2 separate regions of the Rattus norvegicus genome follow, and region 1 is linked to region 2. A link is a contact called in public Hi-C data. All regions are on one chromosome and are shown on one strand. The core of a region is the stretch at or near the end of the contact, and the rest is flanking DNA. Distances in the headings are between cores, read along the strand shown.

Region 1 (5,588 bases), core at 2,353-4,852, 260 kb before region 2:
CCGTGCTGCATGGGAGAACATGGACAAAAGTGGAACTGTAACATGTAGCTCCATTCCCATGAAACAGACACACTAGACGGCTGCCTAGCGATAGAAAGTGGGCTCAGAGGCTTCCTGAGAGATGGGGCATGTGGAGCAGGAGTGAGTGAAGGCTATAAAATTCTCGGGGGATGGGGAGATGGATAACTTTAGAGCTAGGGAGTGGGGGTGCCTTGAACAGTACAATGAACATGCTGTTGCCCGTGGATTACTATTTTAGAAGTAGCTAAAACCGAAGGCACCTAATACTACATGTATTTTAGCAGAATTATTAAAAACGTTGTATTTGTCTCAATGCCTGAGTGGAGGAAGCAGAGGATCGTGTAGGAGGCAGAGATTAGACACTGGTGGGAGGCTTTCTGGGCTAGGTTGGGTACATGAGTGCTTCTCACATGGCTCTGTCCACTCCTGTGTACCTGGAATTGCCACTATGTAGAGAACCATGCTTCAGTGCCTGGAGGATGAACCAAAAACACATACTGGGGCACATGATGAAAGCATCTTCCCACACGAGCCGAGCATGTCTGTGTCCTTACCTCCAGTCACATTTTGGAAAAGACATAGTGGCTAGACCTCCCAGGGATGCATCAACAGCTCTCATGTCATTTAGAGAAAATGTCCTACTATTGGGTCCTATTAGGCCACATAATTGTGGTCCCCAAAGAGAGAAGTGGAAGCCAGCAACTCCAGCCTTTCAAAATTAGATTGGACAAAATACTTTCAAATGTTCAGTCGGAAGCACGCCGGCTCTAGCCAGGCACTAATGTCAGTGATTTCTATAATCTGTTCCTCTGTTCAACTGCAGCTGAAGGCCTCTCCATTCTTTTCATCTCACTGAGGAACGAAATGATTGTTAAATTATGTAATGGGACTCTAAAGAAAGAAAGAAATCGAAAGAAACCAGAACTTGCCAGCAATGGGTTCCTACATCCACAGGACAACACTGATAATTACTGCCACCACACAGCAGGGACCTTCCCTCCCCGCAAGTAGCCCTATCTCATTAATAAGGAGACACAGGGCTCAACATGCCGAGCCCAGCTGAGTGAGGCAAATCAAGAACTTTACATCTCACACGGAGGATGCAATGGATCACTAATATCTCCCTGGAAAGAACGTTTTCTGGGAGTTTATACTAAGGCAATGAGACACACCATCACTCACATAGAGCTTAATGTGCTGGGTACTTAACAGCTTGGTGGTTTACAAACAAAAGAAAAAGTAAACAAAAATCTTTTACACGGCTCTCGTCCTAGTTCTGTTATGAGAACTGAGATTTCTATGGCCTTTGGCCTTACCCATAGTGAGTATTCATTAAGTACTCAAGGCCGACTTTAAAAACATCATCTTAGTGGCTTCGTGACCTTAGAGGCTGCATCAGTTACTTGACCTGTTACAAAGGCATGTTGTGTCACAGCCCAAAGGCATAGCCTATTGCCCTGAGTAAGGAGGAGTGTGGGGAGACAGAAGCATCTGGTTACATGGTATCCATAGTCAGGAAGCGCAGGAAGACGAGTGCTTGTGTTCATCTGGATTTCTCCCTTTTGTTCAGTCTGGAACCCCAGCTCATAGAATGGTGTCACCCTAGTGGACAAGCCTTCTAGATCAATGGACATAGTCAGATATTCCTTCACAAACATAGCCAGAGACTAACCTACATCATACATCACAGACGTGGCCAGAGGGTTTTCTCTTGGGTGATTCTAGACCCTATAAATGTTTCTTCTGTTTTTTCTTCCCAGTCCCATGTTCCCAGAGATAAGACTCAATCTCAAAATGTCTATTGGCCATATAGCTAGGCTTTTCTGTAACTAGATCATAACTTAAAATAACCCATTTATTCTAGTTGACATTCTGCCGTGTGGCTGGTTACCTGAGCTCAAGTGCCATGCGTCTGTCTGGACCTCACCTCTTCTAGGGTGAATCTCCCACTTGGCTGTATCCCAGCCTCTTTCTACCTCCTGATGCCCCCCTCCTATTTCTTGCCTAAGCTATAGGCCATCACATTCTTATTGGCAGGGGCCAAATCCATACAGACAAGATAGTCCCTCTGTAAGACCCTGTCAACTTGATAATAAAGATAACCACCAGGGACACATTCCCTAACCAGGCCCATCCCATCTCCACTCTGGTAAAATGTTATGAATACGATGGCTCTGGGTTTGAAGTGTTTGTCATGCAAACACAAAGACCTGAGTTCCACACACAGCACCCAGATAAAACTGCAAGAGCTACCTGCACTTGTCAGAGTAGTACTGGGCAGGCAGAGACAGGAAGATCTCCAGAGCTTGGTAGCCTAACATTCTAACCTAATTGGCGACCTAATTGGTTAGAATAAGAGATGCCCCAACTTGTACATACACGCATACGTGCGCGCACACGCACACACACACCCCCTACACAGACACACACACAGACAACACCAGAGGTCAACTTTCTGCCTCCTGGTGCTAACACACACATATGCAGGTACATTGCACAAAAGTTAACATGCATATACATGAAGCATAGACATACAGCTCTGAGGTGAACATTTGTTTCACTAATAAATGAAAAGCTGTCAGTAACTAAACCCCTCAAATACATATTGCTTACTGCCTCACAGCATGGTCACTCTGTCCTAAAGGTCGACTTCACTTGCATGGTAATGACACAGGGCAGAAGGGGCTTGAAAGGCAACGAGCACAGGTGCTTCTAGGCCTCTGATAAACAGCACAAGTCATTTTGCTCAAGTTTGTACCACAAAACAAGGAGACAGTCTACCCTGCAGACAACATTTCGGTCTGTGCACAGTAATGAAAGTGTTGGACAGGATACCGAAAGAAATCTGAGGTTTAAAACTCTCCAGTATCATCTGAACAGCTGGGTCAGAAACGATTCATACCACTTGGGAAGAAAGAAAGGAGGCTAAATTGAATGTGGTGAGAGAAATGTGCTTAGGCAGATGGGGACTGGCTTGGGGCCTGAAGGATGTATTCTAAAAAGAGCATGGTTTAATGTGACTAGATTATAAAAAAAAATGCTTGGATTACTTGGATAACTATGTCTGTCTAAGTGAAAAAGGTTGTTTTCTAAGAACTGAGTCCTGACACATTTCACGATTCGCATGGTCGATCGTTAGAGATTTTTGCCAACTGCCTTACATTACTAAGAAACATAATATTGTCTCTTTACAGTGATGGGGTAGAGATATTACTTGGTGCTGGAGTACATGGGAAGCTCTGGTTCCAATATATCTCTGTCTCTCTCTGTCTCCGTCTCTCTCTTCTCTTTCATGTGCACATACACAGGTATATATATAAACACATACGCACATATGTAGATACATGCACACACATGTATGCAAACACATGTATACATGCATGCATGCACACATGTAAACACACACAACACACACACATACAAACACACATACATATATATACACATACACACACACACACACACACTCACGTATGCACGCACACACACATGCATGAATTTCCCCAGGACTGTGCTTTATTCTCCACCTACCCTAGACATGACAGAAGCATGAGTCAGTCCTGACATCAGTCTTTACAAGGCTCAGGCACAGTTCTTGGCAGAGAATCATGAAATACAACAGTTTCATTTTACAGACTCAGTGACTTCTGAGGGGATTCTGAAAGTCAATTCTGAGATGATTTCCCAGGTCCCTAAAGGATTCAGTCCCTTGCTAGTTCATCAGTTTTAAGTTCCTATAACAAGGAACAAGGTCTCAAGATGGCATTTTAATGCTGTAGGTCCTAAGGCAGAATGCCTGGACAGGAATCCACCAGTCAATCACCCACAAAAATAGGTGACAGTGAGTAGATCCTTTCTCTTTAATGGGCATGGGAGGGTCAGGCAGAAGAGGTGGGAACAGGGCCAAGGGCTGGAGTTCTTCCTAGGATGAACCAAGCCTCTGAAGAGGCTAAGACAAGGTTAGAAGCAACTTCCAAGAACTCCCAGCCCAGTAAAGAATCAGCCTAGTGACCTTGGAGGCTTTGAAACCTCAGGGAGGAATGTGGTATTTTTATCTTATGTGGTTGGGAATAACCACAGATCCCATCTGCATGATTTATGAAGGTGTGAACCAAACTCAAAATTCAGCAGCTTTGTAAGAAAAGGCTGATTCACTTGCCAGGGGTAGTTTAAACCTCACAATAGGAAATGCCTTCAGACAGAAACACAAAACCAACCTCAACAGCCTCGAGTATTCAACTCTAAATGAGCGTGTATTGAGGTTTAAAAAGAAAAAAATTATTTTTAGACTTGAGAATTCTCAAACAAAGTATAAGTTATGCAAAGATAAAAGGACTGCCAAGCATCCCAAAGGCTGTCGATAAGGCTTGCGGACAGGCTTTTACTCTGCTAGTAACAAAGGCATTTTGAGTATTCTGAGCCAACTGGTATTTTTAGCAAGCAAAGCTTGCCTACAGGCCAAGACCATGGTATCAGTCATCCATGTCCAAGCAGAGTCTGTGTGACAGCATTACATTTCACAAGTAGCCATGTGAGAACTCCTGGGTAATTTCCTTAGTAAGAGTGAATCACCACATACATATGAGCTCCAAATATTCTAACAAAAGACTTAGAAGAAATGTAGGCTGAGGCAACAGCTCAGCTAGGAAATGCTTTCTCCACAAACATGAGGAACCAGATCTCTGGAACCCATATAACTACACAGGCAGGGGATGCTGGAAAAACAGAGACAGGCAGGTCCCTGGAACTTAATGAACAAGCTTCAGGCCAAGGTCTTGTCTCAAAACTTAAGTTGGATGGTTCTTGTGGAATAGTACTTGAAACTGTCCTCTAGCCTACACATATACCCTACCACAGATACATAGATTTTTACACACACACACACACACACACACACACACACACACACACACACACACACACACAAATAATAATAATAATAATAGTGATGTATAATTCTGTATCTCAAAACATTAAACAGAAAGGAATTAGGAGTAAGGTTTTAGTCAGGTTAAAAGAAGGGAAAGTCAAGCTGTGGAAATGTCTCACTATTATAAGTAATAGTACTTTCTAGGCAAGCAAGAGGCTATGACTTCAAATTCCTAACACCCTTGTAAACTCTAAGCTGCATGTGATGATATAACCCAAGTGCTGGGTCACAGACATTTAGGTGGATCATGGGTGACCACAAGGCAGGCAGCCTAGTCAAAAGGAGCATTGAGTTTGGAGAAGACACTTTGTCTTCAAAATAATAATGTGGCAATAAGACTGAGGACAATAGCTAATGTCCTCCTCTGACTTCTGTACACATTTGTGTGTAGGTGTGTGTTGTGGTGTGTGTGTGTGTACACATTCAGTGCTCCCCACCCCAAATAGAAAAACCAAAACCAAACCAAAAAACCAAATAAAAGACATAGACTTCAAGTGTTGACAGCTGAAGGTCCTGAGAAGCGAGGTGTGAACAGGGGCTTTAGGTCAATGTTAATCTAAAATGGGAGCCAGGAGCTTCACGATCAGTTCTAAATATAGACAAAGTCGTCCTTTTGCTTATGTGAAGGCAGTTTAAA
Region 2 (5,305 bases), core at 370-2,869:
TGGGTGACACGAGATACCATCTCTTAGGTCTCACCTACCCTCCGGGCATCAAGTATATTCGTCTGTTATTTGTTTTATTTTTAGTTCATGAAAGGAAGAAACTAGTCGAACTGAAATTGGTGTCCAATCTTTCTGAGATGCCTGCTGCTGCTGCTGCTGCTGCTGCTGCTGCCACTGCCACCACCCCTCCTCACCCTCTTCCTGGCAGGCAGCATCTAATTAAAATGGCAAGAACGCTCGGCCCCCTTCCCCGAAGGAGTGTGCTGGGATTAGAGGTGGGGGTGGGGAAGCGTCGAGGCTGCAATGGGATTCCTGGCAGTCTGATTTTCAAACAACAGCAAAATGGATTCTGGATCACTAAAGTCTTATTCAATACAATGGAACGATGTCTGAGGTGTTTCAGAAGGTAAAGGCAAAGCGTTGGGGCTGGGGGAAGGGAATGTGTTTTACAAAGGACTGGTCACAGACCCTGGACACACACACACACACACACACACACACACACACACAGTCTCTCCAGGGAGTTCCGGTGTGGTGGGGAGAAACGTCTCTTTCACCTGCTGAAGTTCAGCCATAAAACTGAAAGGTCACAGTCACCGAGGGAAGGAATAGGCAGGGCTGAGTTCAAACCACAGATAAAGGTGAGTGCACTCTGGCTGAGCCAGAGCCCCAACACGGGAGGCAGAACCCGGGAAGGGAATCAGTTACCACCTACAAGACCAGCCCAGAACAGCAATTACTGCTCCCTTGGAGTAGCAGGGTTCGCTGGTGGGGACAGCTAGCTCACGATGGCATCTTGCAGGTAGCTGGCAAACGTGGAGGGCCAGTGCCTTTCTTCTCGAGGAGAATCTTTTTGCAGCAAGGAGCAGTCGGGTCTCGCGCCTTGGCAGGAGACAGTTGCCCGGGTGTACACACACACACACACACACACACACACACACACACACACACACACCAGCCTTTCATGTAATGCTCTTACACCGATCGAAGATGAAACTGACATAAGCTCCCCCAGCTTCCTTGCGGAGCCTCGGGAGCAGCCAAGGAGCACAAGGAGAGCCCAGCCCCTGCTGTAGGGGTAGGGTCTCAGCCTAGAACCCTTAGGCTGCCACGGAATCAGAACAGGAAGGCAAGGAACGTTCCCTCTCCCAACCCCAGACCATTGGAAAGAAAAGAAAAAACACGTTCTGCTCACCCTCAGGGCGGAGAGATCGATTTCATCCAGGCTGCGAGCTGGGGAGTCGCTCGCCATGTCGACTCTTCGCGGGAGAAATGGACCAAAACCACCCCGAAGCGTCTTCCTTGGCAATTCCACCCTGGTCTATTTCGCTCGCGTCCTCATGCGGCTGTCCGCCAGAGAGGCCCGGGGCCCAGCCTCCCCCGCCCACCCGGGCCCCAACAAGAGTCCGATCCCGATCTTCCGAGAGCGTCGATCCGCGGGATCCCGGAGCCCGACCTGCGCGGATCTCCAAGCCCGGAGCCGCGGTGCGTGTGGGCTGCGCGCCCTGATCGGCTAAGGGCGCTGGGGCTGCGTGGGTGTATTTAAATGGGACATGCTTCTTTGCTTGTGCGTGGATGGCGGCTGCATTGGCTGTTATAATGAGACATATCAACTCCTCCACTCAGCTGGGGGGGTGGGGGTGGAGAACCACACAGAACTGTCTATCACCGCTTCCTGGGAGGAGTGGGGGGGGTGGAGGCGTGGTCTCCGACTGGGGAGAGGCCGCGCTTCCTGACCGGGTCCCTCCGCCACTAGCCAGGGTGGGGGAGGGGTACGCACCCTTTCCGCCCCAGCTTTCGTGGGTTAATAGTGCTGAATCTAAAGAGCCGTGCTCGAACCTCTCTGTGCAGAAACCTGAAAGCTATTTTTATTATGTCCAATTTGTGCACTGCACCAAAATGGCTCTAAGATCGTATCTTGGGGTTTCTTGACTGCGTTCTGAAAAGGGTGGTGGGGAGAGGCAGCGGGGGGTGGGGGGAGGCAGCAGCGTCTTCCCTCCCCCATTAATTATTTGTGGGGCTGGAGTAAAGGCGGGCCGGTGCAACCGGTGCATATAAGGACTTGTGCGCAGGGAAGGGGATCCGCCTCCCCGCGCAGAGCGAGTTGGGGAGACTCTCACACGCGCTGAGCCGGCAGCCTGGCTTTGGTGCTGGGCAGTGGTCACCGGGTCACGGTCATTCGCGGCCCCTGGGTTGTAGGAAGGCAGGCCAGAGTCATCTGTGGTTCTCCCAGCTGGGTAGATTAGCTAGAAGCTGGAAATCCGAGAGATGTGAGCTCTGTCTCGACATCGCCACACCCAAGACCTGCGCGTGCCGCAATTCCCCACGGAAATGACCGAATTGAAAAGAGAGGCTTTCTCCCTGGGTGCAGTAGCTCGAAGGCTTCAGGTGACTCCCAGGCCGACATTAATTGGGCAATATAGTGCTGAACTCCACGTTTCCTCCGCTGCGGCTTTTCCGCCCCTGACCTACCCTGATAGATGGAGAAAGTTTGGCTCCGGGATAGTGAGCAGTGACCCACGAGCTATTTGACTTCGCTCGTTTTCTCACTCAAAAGCTGGGTGTTTGCAGTGGTAACCGGACTTTCTTTATCAAAAGTGTAGTCACTTCCCACAACCCCCGGGCGGCCCTTCCTCTCTCCTAGTTTGGCCACACAAAACAAATCGGAAGAAAACATTTATACTCAACTCTACACTCACTGCAACTCATGAATAGTTCCGAGAGTGTTCCTCTCACAACTGCTGAAAAAAGAGGCCAAGCGCATTGGGTTTGGTTTTTTTCTTGACTTTCTGTTTTGTTTTCTTTTGGGGGGAGTAAAGGTTCTTTTGATTTATATTATTGGTTGGTTAGCTTGGTTTGGTTATGAGACAGACCTTAGGTACTTTCAGGTGTCTTTGCTTAACAGTGGAGCTGAGGAAGGCCTTGAACTCCTCATCGTTCTGTCGGTACCTCCCAAGTCCTCAGACTGCATGCGTACACCAACACCTGGGCTGGTGCTACATTTTTTTTTTAAGTCATGAAGTGTAAACTAATTATGAGCTTCAGAACAAGTTAAATGAATGAATGAACAGACGAACGCTAACGAAGTTAGTGCTAGCCGGACTGTTTAGTCCTGGACTCAGTGTGGCCAATCAAGTGCTCTCTAAACCCCACCAATAAACTAGAATGCTGTTCCGACAACAAACAAATGTCAGTAATGGGTTGGGAGCTTTTGCCTTTAAGGCAAAGTAGCTTTAAATGTTTTAAAAAATATTTTAAAGGCTCCATTTGTCTTTGGATTCCCCCACTGAAGTCATTCCGCTCATTAATAAGTGCTGAACCATAAGCCACCATGAAGGGACCACATAGAAGCCATCTTTCCCTCCACTACTGTTTCCCTTGTATGTCATCTTTTTTCTTTTTTTAAACTCACCCTTCCTCTAGACAGCAGGTTAACCTATGTCTCAAGGTGAGAGAAAGTAATTTCAAATTAGAGTATTGGAATTCATAAGCTGGGCTACTTCTGAAGCTTCAAACTTGAAACTAAGAGATAAACACTCTCATAGAAAAGTAGTACAGACTTATGTGAAACCACAAAAAGAACTTTTCCCCTGAACCTAATAACTGTCTCAAGGTTCTACCTTGGAGTTTACGATTGGTTCAGAATAGTACACAGCACTGTGGTTACTTCTGAGGAAGCCCTGCCTCCAAGACAGTAAGGATGGATGTAGCCTCAAATAGGGATCAGCAAAGTGCACTCTGGGTAGTGAGGGGGGAAGGGGGAGAAAGCAGTGGCAGGCTAAGGGTGGGAAATCTTAGGACCAGGAGAGGGCTGAGGGCAGATCAGCCAGAACCTTGCATGCCCTATCCAGGAACATCAAACTCTCTTCTTTAGGCCAAGTGCCTATCAGATTTCAGCTACTCCATCAGACGTTCTGATTTCTTTCCCTGTCTGAATACTGTCTGTGTTCTTATCAACAGCTCTTCCATTTTGTTTAATTTAAAAGAAAATGTAAGCCACTACTATAAAAAAAAAAAACCTACTATTAAAAAAAAAAAAAAGCAGTCTGAACATAATAGGGCCCCAGGCCTTAGTAGGCACCAAGACCTTAGCACCACTGACTCCATGATAGAAGTACCATTCAGCTGTAAAAGTTAGCATGTAGACCGCGCCATCTGCTAAAACTAAAACATAGGCCTAATCCATCAAAGTCTGCAGTTCTAGGAAAGTCTCTAAAAAGCACTAGCATTGCCTTTTGGCTTCTGTGGTTCTGCTCCTGGCTAACTGTTCCTGTTAACTGTAGTATGTCCAACCCAGGACATGGGTTTTGTGCTTAAAAACTCACCCTGAGAAAGGCTGTGGGCTACACTGGGATCCCAGCATAGTTGCTGGCTGACTAATAAACACTTTGTTCTGGCTTAAACCTGTGTCTGGGCAGTCTTCTCTGGTGAGTACCCCACTGTACTAGATAGACCCCCTCCTATAGAAAGAAGAGCATTCACGTCAACGTAACGGAAGAGAAGACTCTACCATCACATGTTGGTTGGCTGTTGCTTTGTTCAGGCTCTGCGTTTCTTAAAGAACAGCCCAGGTAACATGGAACCCCAGCTTTCACAAGGGCAGACAGGAAGTGTAGGCCAAGAGGTCAGCAACTAAGATTATTTTAGATACATGATGTGAATTGGCCGGAAAAAGAGAAAATAGCAAGTAGATGAACTTTCCTATCACAGCTCCCATGCCACAGAGGGACAGACCTCTGCTGTCCTGCCCTCTTGCCACTGGTGAGAGAAGGCCCTTGTCTCCTCAGACTTCTAGATCTCCCACAGTGACAGGTTCCTTGTTCAGGAAAAGCCTGTGTGTGACACCTACCTTATCAGGAGGCTGCCATTGGCAGAGGCTGCTGCTGGCCTCCCTGCAAGTCCCCTCTTCCCATTGCATGCCTGGACTCAGGAGCATAGAAAAGGTGATTGTAGATTGTTGGGCCACACCGGCCTAGCCTGAACCTAGATCCCCAACTCTGGGCTGTGTGAGGTTCACTGCCCAGGACCACAGTGGGACAACCTGGGCAGGTGGGTGGCCCAGCATAAGAACCCAGCTGGGGCCAGCCCTCCCTGTCCTGGCTGGTCAGTGTGCCCCCCCACGCTGCCCAGCCCCCTAGCCCATGTCATGTCAGTGGTCATTGCCTACAGGTGCCACCTTGCCCACCACATGCCCCCTTGTGCCAGTCACGCAGCTGTGTGTGGTGTCCCACCCTCTCCCCCTGGGGCTGGGTGGGTATACCCTCCCATCTTGTCTACTCACTCCGGGGGCATTTCTTTGCTGGTT

Evidence for each region. Hi-C and Micro-C count contacts between places; a contact is called where the count stands out from the background.
Region 1: a contact with region 2 is called in a Hi-C map of psoas muscle, with 1.7 times the contacts expected there. The contact joins the enhancer-like site here to the promoter of Tnik in region 2. A contact is called at or near these places in 2 of 12 Hi-C or Micro-C datasets (frontal cortex and psoas muscle).

The regions. Positions count from the first base shown.
Region 1 is chr2:113,372,470-113,378,057 of GRCr8, reverse strand. The region is part of intron 4 of Tnik (TRAF2 and NCK interacting kinase); the gene reads right to left. Among named protein-coding and RNA genes, the nearest start is that of Slc2a2, 170 kb to the left of the region's middle. Within about 2 kb of position 3,602, at least 22 of the 93 cell types and tissues checked have an H3K27ac peak or open chromatin away from gene starts, as enhancers often do.
Region 2 is chr2:113,109,251-113,114,555 of GRCr8, reverse strand. Tnik (TRAF2 and NCK interacting kinase) reads right to left here and starts at 1,619. Exons shown (of 31, transcript NM_001106422.1): 1 at 1,196-1,619. The coding sequence starts at 1,252.